Regions from separate parts of the Mus musculus genome. Here region 2 is linked to region 1. The links are chromatin contacts, called in public promoter capture Hi-C maps. All regions are on one chromosome and are shown on one strand. The core of a region is the stretch at or near the end of the contact, and the rest is flanking DNA. Distances in the headings are between cores, read along the strand shown.

What was found. Capture Hi-C pulls out chosen DNA fragments and counts their contacts.
Region 2: a contact with region 1 is called in a promoter capture Hi-C map of adipose tissue. The contact joins the promoter of Ttc39b here to the promoter of Zdhhc21 in region 1. A contact is called at or near these places in 2 of 39 promoter capture datasets (liver and neural stem cells), 2 of 484 Hi-C or Micro-C datasets (Th1 cells and group 2 innate lymphoid cells) and 2 of 9 other capture datasets (adipose tissue and pancreatic islet).

The regions. Positions count from the first base shown.
Region 1 is chr4:82,857,583-82,861,285 of GRCm38.p6, reverse strand. It overlaps Zdhhc21 (zinc finger, DHHC domain containing 21), which reads left to right and starts at 1,613. Exons shown (of 9, transcript NM_026647.4): 1 at 1,613-1,796.
Region 2 is chr4:83,322,700-83,326,434 of GRCm38.p6, reverse strand. It overlaps Ttc39b (tetratricopeptide repeat domain 39B), which reads left to right and starts at 2,246. Exons shown (of 20, transcript NM_027238.2): 1 at 2,246-2,364. The coding sequence starts at 2,323. It overlaps Gm42306 (a long non-coding RNA gene), which reads right to left and starts at 3,665. Exons shown (of 3, transcript XR_881382.3): 1 at 1,668-3,665; 2 at 683-945.

The sequences.
Region 1 (3,703 bases), core at 364-2,863:
TGTGTGTGTGTGTGTGAGAGAGAGAGAGAGAGAGAGAGAGAGAGAGAGAGAGAGAGAGAGAGAAAGAGCAAGAGCGAGCAGTTATGCTGGGAGTCTTTATGGTATATATATCACATATGCAATATATACATATATGTGCATATATGTGTATATGTATATATGTATACATACACATATAATTCTGCAGCTAAGTTAACTTGCTCAAAAGATGTAATTTACAAAGCTTAAGAACTAAGAACAGTTTAAAAATAAAGGAAAGTCATGATTTACTTATTTCTCTTATCTTAAAGAACGCCCCTTTTGTAAAGAAGATTGTCAGGTGGTTTTATGAGGCTTCTGTTTAGATTTAGAGTTGAGAGAGTACTGCTAACAGGGTTAAAGTCAAGGCTGCAATCACCCTGGCCCTGAGTAGCTGCCACAGTGACTGTGACACTGTTGTTTGAGATGTAGAGGGAAGAATGAGCACTATCTTGGAGACAGCCTTGGCTTTAGTGGTTGTGTTGATGTTTCTTGACACACAGCCAGGAGGAAAGCTAGGTCTCCGCGTGAGAGGCCTCCCCCTTTCCCACACTCCCTTGTTTTCTTTGTCTTCCTATCCTGCCCCTATCAGTGGGGAAGTAGAAGATTTTTTTTTTTTAAGGGGAATGAAATTAAGGGGATTTGTCAGGAAATGGAACAAGCTAGTTGAAGGTAACTTTAGAGTTAGTACAGCTGTCGTCCCAGGACCTGAGTAACAGGTACCACCGGGAACAGTTTGTTCTGGAAGGCTCTCAATACCATTCAACAAGAAGTACAGACTTCCTACAGCAGGGAATTCCTCTCCCATCCACACATGATCTTCTTCTGGGACATGTAGGCATAACCAGCTATCTCCATACAGTATAAACTTTTCCACGGCACTATTTAGGAGTGACGTGCAAAAAGCTATATTATTATATTATATATAATATAACATATTATATTATATTATTATATTTATATTATATTATTGTATCTCAGGCGTTTGTGAGGATAACAGCTTAGATTGGGAGATGGGTTATTTGAGCTGTTGCGTTCATTAATTTTTTTTCCTAGGTGTCACTGATTGGAGCGCTGACAATTTATAGAGATTATCTGAAATGCATTTAAAAATGATTTGAATGCGGATTTAGGTTGCCAACAAGAATTGGAAAAACCTCCAATGGCTGGGGTATCCCAAAAGAGGGTCTGAAGGCCCTAAAGATGAACACTGCTGCTTTGGGGTGCACTGATAGGTGTCACCTCCAGATCCTGAATTAAAATTCAGGTACGGAATGAGCAGGCCTGAGACTGCATTCTCTCCAGAATCCCAGAAGATGTCAATGTTGCAGACTAAATTTTGAAGCAAGGTAACATTGGAAAATCCATAGCTGTCACTGGGGAGAGAGGCCTGTTCCCCGACAGAAGGAGGAAGCGAGCACTGCTTAAGGCTGAGGCTGGTCCTAGGCAGGGAGGGTGTGGGGACACGCGTGTGCGGCCGCCTGGGCAGGGCCGGGATGCAGGGCGGGGAGGCACAGGTAGGTTAGACGAAGGTAGGCCGGGCGCAGCGCTGGGCTGCGAGCGCTTTCAGGTCTTTCGGCCCTCGGCGGCTCCCATCGCAGCTCCGGGGCGCGAAGCGGAGAGGGCGACGGCGGCCGTGCCTCCGCGCGGGCGCGCGGGCATGCCGACACCCACTCGGCCGGTCCCGGCGCCTCGGCTCCCGGAAGCGGAAGGGGACTGCGGCCCGGCCTGGGCGGCGGAGGCGCGGAGCCGAGTGGAAAGCGGCGGAGCGGGCGGCGGTGAGTGTGGGCCGGCGGGCGGTCCCGCACCTGCCATGCAGCATCCCTCCCGGAGACCGCGGCCCTGAATGGGCTGGGGTGGGGAGAGAAATCCGCCGAGTTCTCCCCGGGACTCTGGCGTCCCTGCACCCCCGGGGCCCGGGCTGTCGGCGTGACCGAGCGTTTCATTCATTTCGAGGTCGCTGGTGCGGAGCTGCAGAGGACCCTCTGGGAGAAAACCGTGCACCTCCATTGACCTTCTCCCTCCTCTCCCTCGGCCGGCCGCACCGGCTGTTTTGAGAAAATGGCTTTCCGCATGGCAGCACTTTGCACTTGTTACCATTCCCTGTAATCACTCGCTGAACGTAACCTGCGCTGGTCGTTTAAAATTTATGGTCTTTTCTCGAGATGTATTTGGGTCACATTTTAAGATACCGTATGAGTCAGTGGAAGATGTTTGTATCTCCAGGGCTAAGAGGACCTGGCCGGTCATTACTTGAAAATACTGCAATATAGCAGTTCATAAAAGTACAGGAGGGGCTGGGTAAAAATCAAGGTCATTGTGGGTGGGTCATAAATCAGTGTAAAGTTTCAGCCCAAAATAAGGGCAAATAAGGGTAATTAAGTGTAAGTTTAAAAGACTTGTCCAATGGGTCCTCCACCCACTGCTAATATGCATACCCCTCACCCTCCCCCCCCCGACCCCAAATTCACTCCCTACTTTGTGGTAAAAGATAATGATAGCCGTTACCATTTGATGACTGCTTAGTGTGTGCCATTCCTAGATGAAAGGGTTTGGTGCAGTATCTCATTAAGTTCTTCCAGAGCTTGAGATCCACGGATAAAGTTCAGAGGGTACCCTGTTGCCACCTTAGTTGTGCCCTCTCAGTAGTAAGGCTTTTGAAGAGGAGAAGTGGTATGAAATCATTTGGGGGAAAAAAAAAAAACCAGATACAGTTTGGAGTTGAAGACAGAAAAGCCAGATTCGCTTTTGGTTTCTGTACTATCCAGCTATGGGGTCATGGGTAGGCCAGGGATCCAGTGTTATTTTCTCATCTATACAACTAGGTAGCCAGGCTACGTTTTTCTAAGCGGTGATCTTTCAAGCTTTCTCATGTCTGTCTGGGAAATGTCTGCTTTTAACTTAACACCCTTTTGACATGGTGAGGAGGATCCACGGTGAACATTTACCTCATGACCAAAAAAAAAAAAAAAAAAAAAAAAAACAAAACAAAAAAAAAAAAACAAAAGAAAGACCTCCAGAATTCAATTTGACTGTAAAACAGCAGAATTATATTAGATGTCTTCAAACTATGGAGAGCTCTGTTAATACTTAAGGAGCTGTAGCTAGAATAAACACAGTGTACATGTTTAAGAGAAATTGATGTCTAAGCAAGCTTTGTTTACTTACGAAAATTTAAATACCTAAGTACCTACGTATCGGTACGTCCATTAGGATCCAGACAAAAAGAAATCAGTTGGTCATAACCTTTTCACTTATGTGCCCACTGCCTGACTTCTCTAATTCATAATGGGTAATTCAGAATTCTATTGGGAAAGCACATGTAGTAGTAGAGAGACTAAGAACTCTGGGAAATGTCCACTTGGAACCTATGGAAACGGCTCAGCATAGGATGTTGTGTGTTGCAGCAATATAAATTTATCAGGCATAACTGGGGAAGCAAAGGAATGTAGACTTTATTATATTATTTAGCAAAAGTATTAGGGTTTAGATTCAACTTTTCAAATGTAGAAATTAAAGATCATTCTAGTAGAACAGTCAGGGTATGCATTTATTATATACTATTACTGAAATTAAAGATGTTTGACATAATATAGAATGAGCAAAAAGTAGAGGTCTCCCATGATCTCCCCGATCTATCGCCATATATATGTTTGCATATATATGTCAGTCAGTGGTAGAGTTC
Region 2 (3,735 bases), core at 997-3,496, 460 kb before region 1:
TGGGCAACCTCTGTGAAAAGGTCATTCTACCACAGAATGAGAACTCCTGCCTCAGGCTCTCTCTCCTTCCAGGATGAGAATCCTGAAGGGAGTTCTGAGTTTTTGAGATCCTTTGTTTTGATAGTCTGAGAGACAATTAGAGGGGCACACATGCTTGTTTATTTGTCTTTGTAGACAATCACCCTCCCTCCCAGTCTGGTTACAAAATGGTTACAAAGGTGTTACTAGAATTTTTGGGCATCCCTTCATAGTAGCTAACCAATACTGAGAAAATCAAGGTCTCCTCTTGGGGGTTCTTAGTTTCATCGATAAAATAATTTAAGAGTGGACTCAATTGGAAGCTAGAGGACAATTTTCTGAGAGTTTAGAAGAAATAAAACTCCAAGGCAGGTGAACTGAAAATCTCAGGTTCTTCTCAGAGGAGGCAAAAGGAGAAGGAAAAAAAAAAACCCAAAACGAACAAAAACCAAAAACCAACTCATCATGGAGGTGAGACCCACGATGGGGAGGAGCTATGCTTAGAGACCATAGGCTTAGAAAAGAGAAGAAAAGGAAAAGTTTAGCTTTTCTGAGTAACTCGGAAAAGCGGGCAGACTCAGGAAACTGCATGCCGGCTGCTCTGTAAGAGACTGTGTGTATGTACAGTGCATTATCTCATTAAAGAAAGAAGCATTCCACTTACCTTTTTAACGTGGCTACAGAAGAACCCGCCTTCTAAGGGGCAGTGTCTTAGCCAGATGATTGACATGCCTTACAAAAATGTCAATTCTCCAACCAGATTAATATCTAGTATTCTCTTGACCAGGAGGAGTTTTTACCTTCATTGGTCTTAACTGCTGCTGTGTCAAAGACACTTGGAGACAATAACATCATGAAGCTGGTATCAAGGATGCCATGGTGACTCCTGGGAAATGTGTGTTAATAGGCCTCCTCTCAGCTAGTCTCCTGAAATCCACAGGGAGAAAAGAAGGTTGGCTGTAGTCACAGAGAGACCGGCTATTAGCCAGGTGCTGCCGCCAGACTGCGTTTCTGATTCTGGCATCACTGTTTTACTTAGCAGCCTGACCCTAGGAAAGTGACTTAAACTCTTACTAAACAGTGTCCCTCTTCCTATGAGAATAAGTGAGACAAAACATACAAGGGCCCCAGCATAGTCCTAGTACACGATTAGTTCTCAATTACAATTAGTTTCCTGTTTTTATGTTTACAGACCGATAAGCCGTATTTCATAAATCAGATAGATACTGAGTATGTAAATGACTGCATACAACAAAGTGGGGAGAGATGGGGTGATAGCAACGATAGAAGTTTGGTGTCTGGGGACACCACAGAACAGGGATAGGACATTTTTGGGATGCTCTATATGAGTGGGGTGTCTTGTAACATTTGTTACCAAATTACACCGTTAGGGGAGTTTAAAATAAAACTGACTCTCAACCCTAAATATTTATAGTTTTAACTTTTTTTTTCCCAGTTGGATAGCTCAGTTATTTTGCAAGTCAGAAACAGGAATCAATTTCTAAATACAGTCAAAAAACATTGTTCTAGGTTCTAGGGATATAGCATAGAAAAAGACAGCATCCTTATCCTCATGGATAATTGAAGCACAAATTATGTCTATTTGGATTTACAGAAGGCTGAGTGAGAGATGGTGTAGCAATAAAAACCTGGACCGTGCTGGGAGATGTACAGGGCTCTGAGTTACACCGAAGCCGTTACTTCGCAAACACAGAGGCAAAACAGAGCTCCTATCTCTTGGAGAGGATGTTCTTGACACAGCGACTTGGGCATGTGATGTGTCAGATGCCTCTAGGTGACCAGTGACCCATAGCTGTCCTCTAGCTGCATCTGTCAGATGCTCTGTCCTCTGGGCGAAGTAAACGCTCTGGTTCCAGACCAAGGACCAGGTGGACCACTAGCCACAGAGGGAGCGCAGCCACGACCTTGGGTTGTCAGCTCTGCGCGCTCCAGTCACGGCGCCAGGCTCCTGCCAATCCTCTAGGGAGGCCAGTACCCCAGAGGTCCTTTTCCCGAGCACCCGCTGACTCTGTGGGTGACTCCTCCCCACGGAACCTGGTTGGCTGCTCTCTAAGGAGGCCGCGTGCCGGGGCGGGGCTATCCGGCGAGGGGGCGGGGCATTAGCCTGGCATCCGCTGGGGTACTGGGTGCGCAGTGGATACCGCGGCGCCGGGGGCGGGGACAGCTCGGTCCGGTCGCTCGGGGCCGCCTGGTTCCTCCTCCACCCGTGCTGGGCTGAACCCAGAGCCAGAAAAGAGTCGGTTCTGAGTTCCCTGTGGGTGTGCGGCCGCCGCGGAGGGGAACATGGCGCTCGTGGGCAGCCGAGTGGAATTGGACGCGGACGAGGTGCGAGGACAGGCAGAGCGGGCTGGTCCGGGCACCGGCGGGCACCGGCGGGCGTGGGAGGGATGCGGAGCCTCCGCTGGCACGGAGGGTGGGCAGGGCTGTCCTTCACGCCGAGGAGCGTCCCACGGGGCCAGGCAGAGCAGCCCGGGCCAGCCTGAGCCTCCTTGGACCCTATGGGCTTTTGCGGAACCGTTCTGGACTCGACTTCTGTGTCGCTTTCTGTGGAAGTTCCGCGAGGTGTCCGCCGGGCGGGTGGGGTACGGCTGTCTAGTCACCCCGGGACCGAGGGCCGGAGCCTGAGCCCCGCGGCCGGGAAAGGTCCCTTGTCCAGAATCGCCGGCGGCCTCGCCTCTCTAGGCTACCGAAGTGACCTACCGGGTCCTCGCGCGGCGCCGGGGTCTGAACGCTCCCGGGCGGGGGCGCCCGACCTGTTGATTTCAGCGCTTCCTTCAGCTGCTGCTGGGAGCGCGCGCTCTGCTCTCAAGTTGAGGGTCAGGCTCCTGCCGCCGCCTCTGCTGCCATTTTACCTGACTTGAATTTTACAAGTCGCGGCCTGAGAAAGCCTTGATTTCCAATGATGCAATAGATGGGTGATGTGGAGGAGGCGAGTGAGTTAGGATTCGGTCTTTACTGCCAGAAGATCCTGGTAACGAGTAAATACTGTGCTTTAAATGTTGACATTAAGAACCGATCAAAACCCCAAGGATCAATCTTTATGCTACAGACAGTTAAGGCGGCGAACCAGAGCTTTCTGAGGACCAGCCTTGCGGTGTGGGCCCAAGACCACACACCAGGGAATTAGCGCTTGCCCAGGGGGCATGGATGTGTTGCTGGACCTTCTAAGGACACACAAGGCAAACAATGAGATAGAATATTTGTTACTATTTTCTTCTGTGACAACTTTTATTTATAGCTTTAGGCAGTCTTTTGGCATGGCCTGTTGCCTGCGCTTTTAAATTTTACATTCGTAATCCAGGTAACACACTACTACGGTACTTTGACCATCTACTACTTCCTCAAGAGTTTCTAACGTTCCCTCTTGTGTATACATTAAATAGCCACAGTCTTGGCATGATGGAGGCTGTTGTACAGTCTCAATAGCTTATCCCAGGCTTGTCTCCAGCTGCTTCCCTGTCCATAACCATTTAATCTATTTGTATTGAAAATGAAAGAACAATCCTGAGCCTGGTCTGTAATCTCAGCACTCAGATGGCTGAGTCAGGAGAATCACAAATTCAAGGCTAACCAGGTCTAGACACATAGAAAAATCGACTAGCATGGATATTTTTTTTTCTTCCGTAATAAAGAAAAAAAAAAAAAAACAATCAAGACCCAGAGTAGCTCCTAACTATAGAGTGGTATTTCTGACTC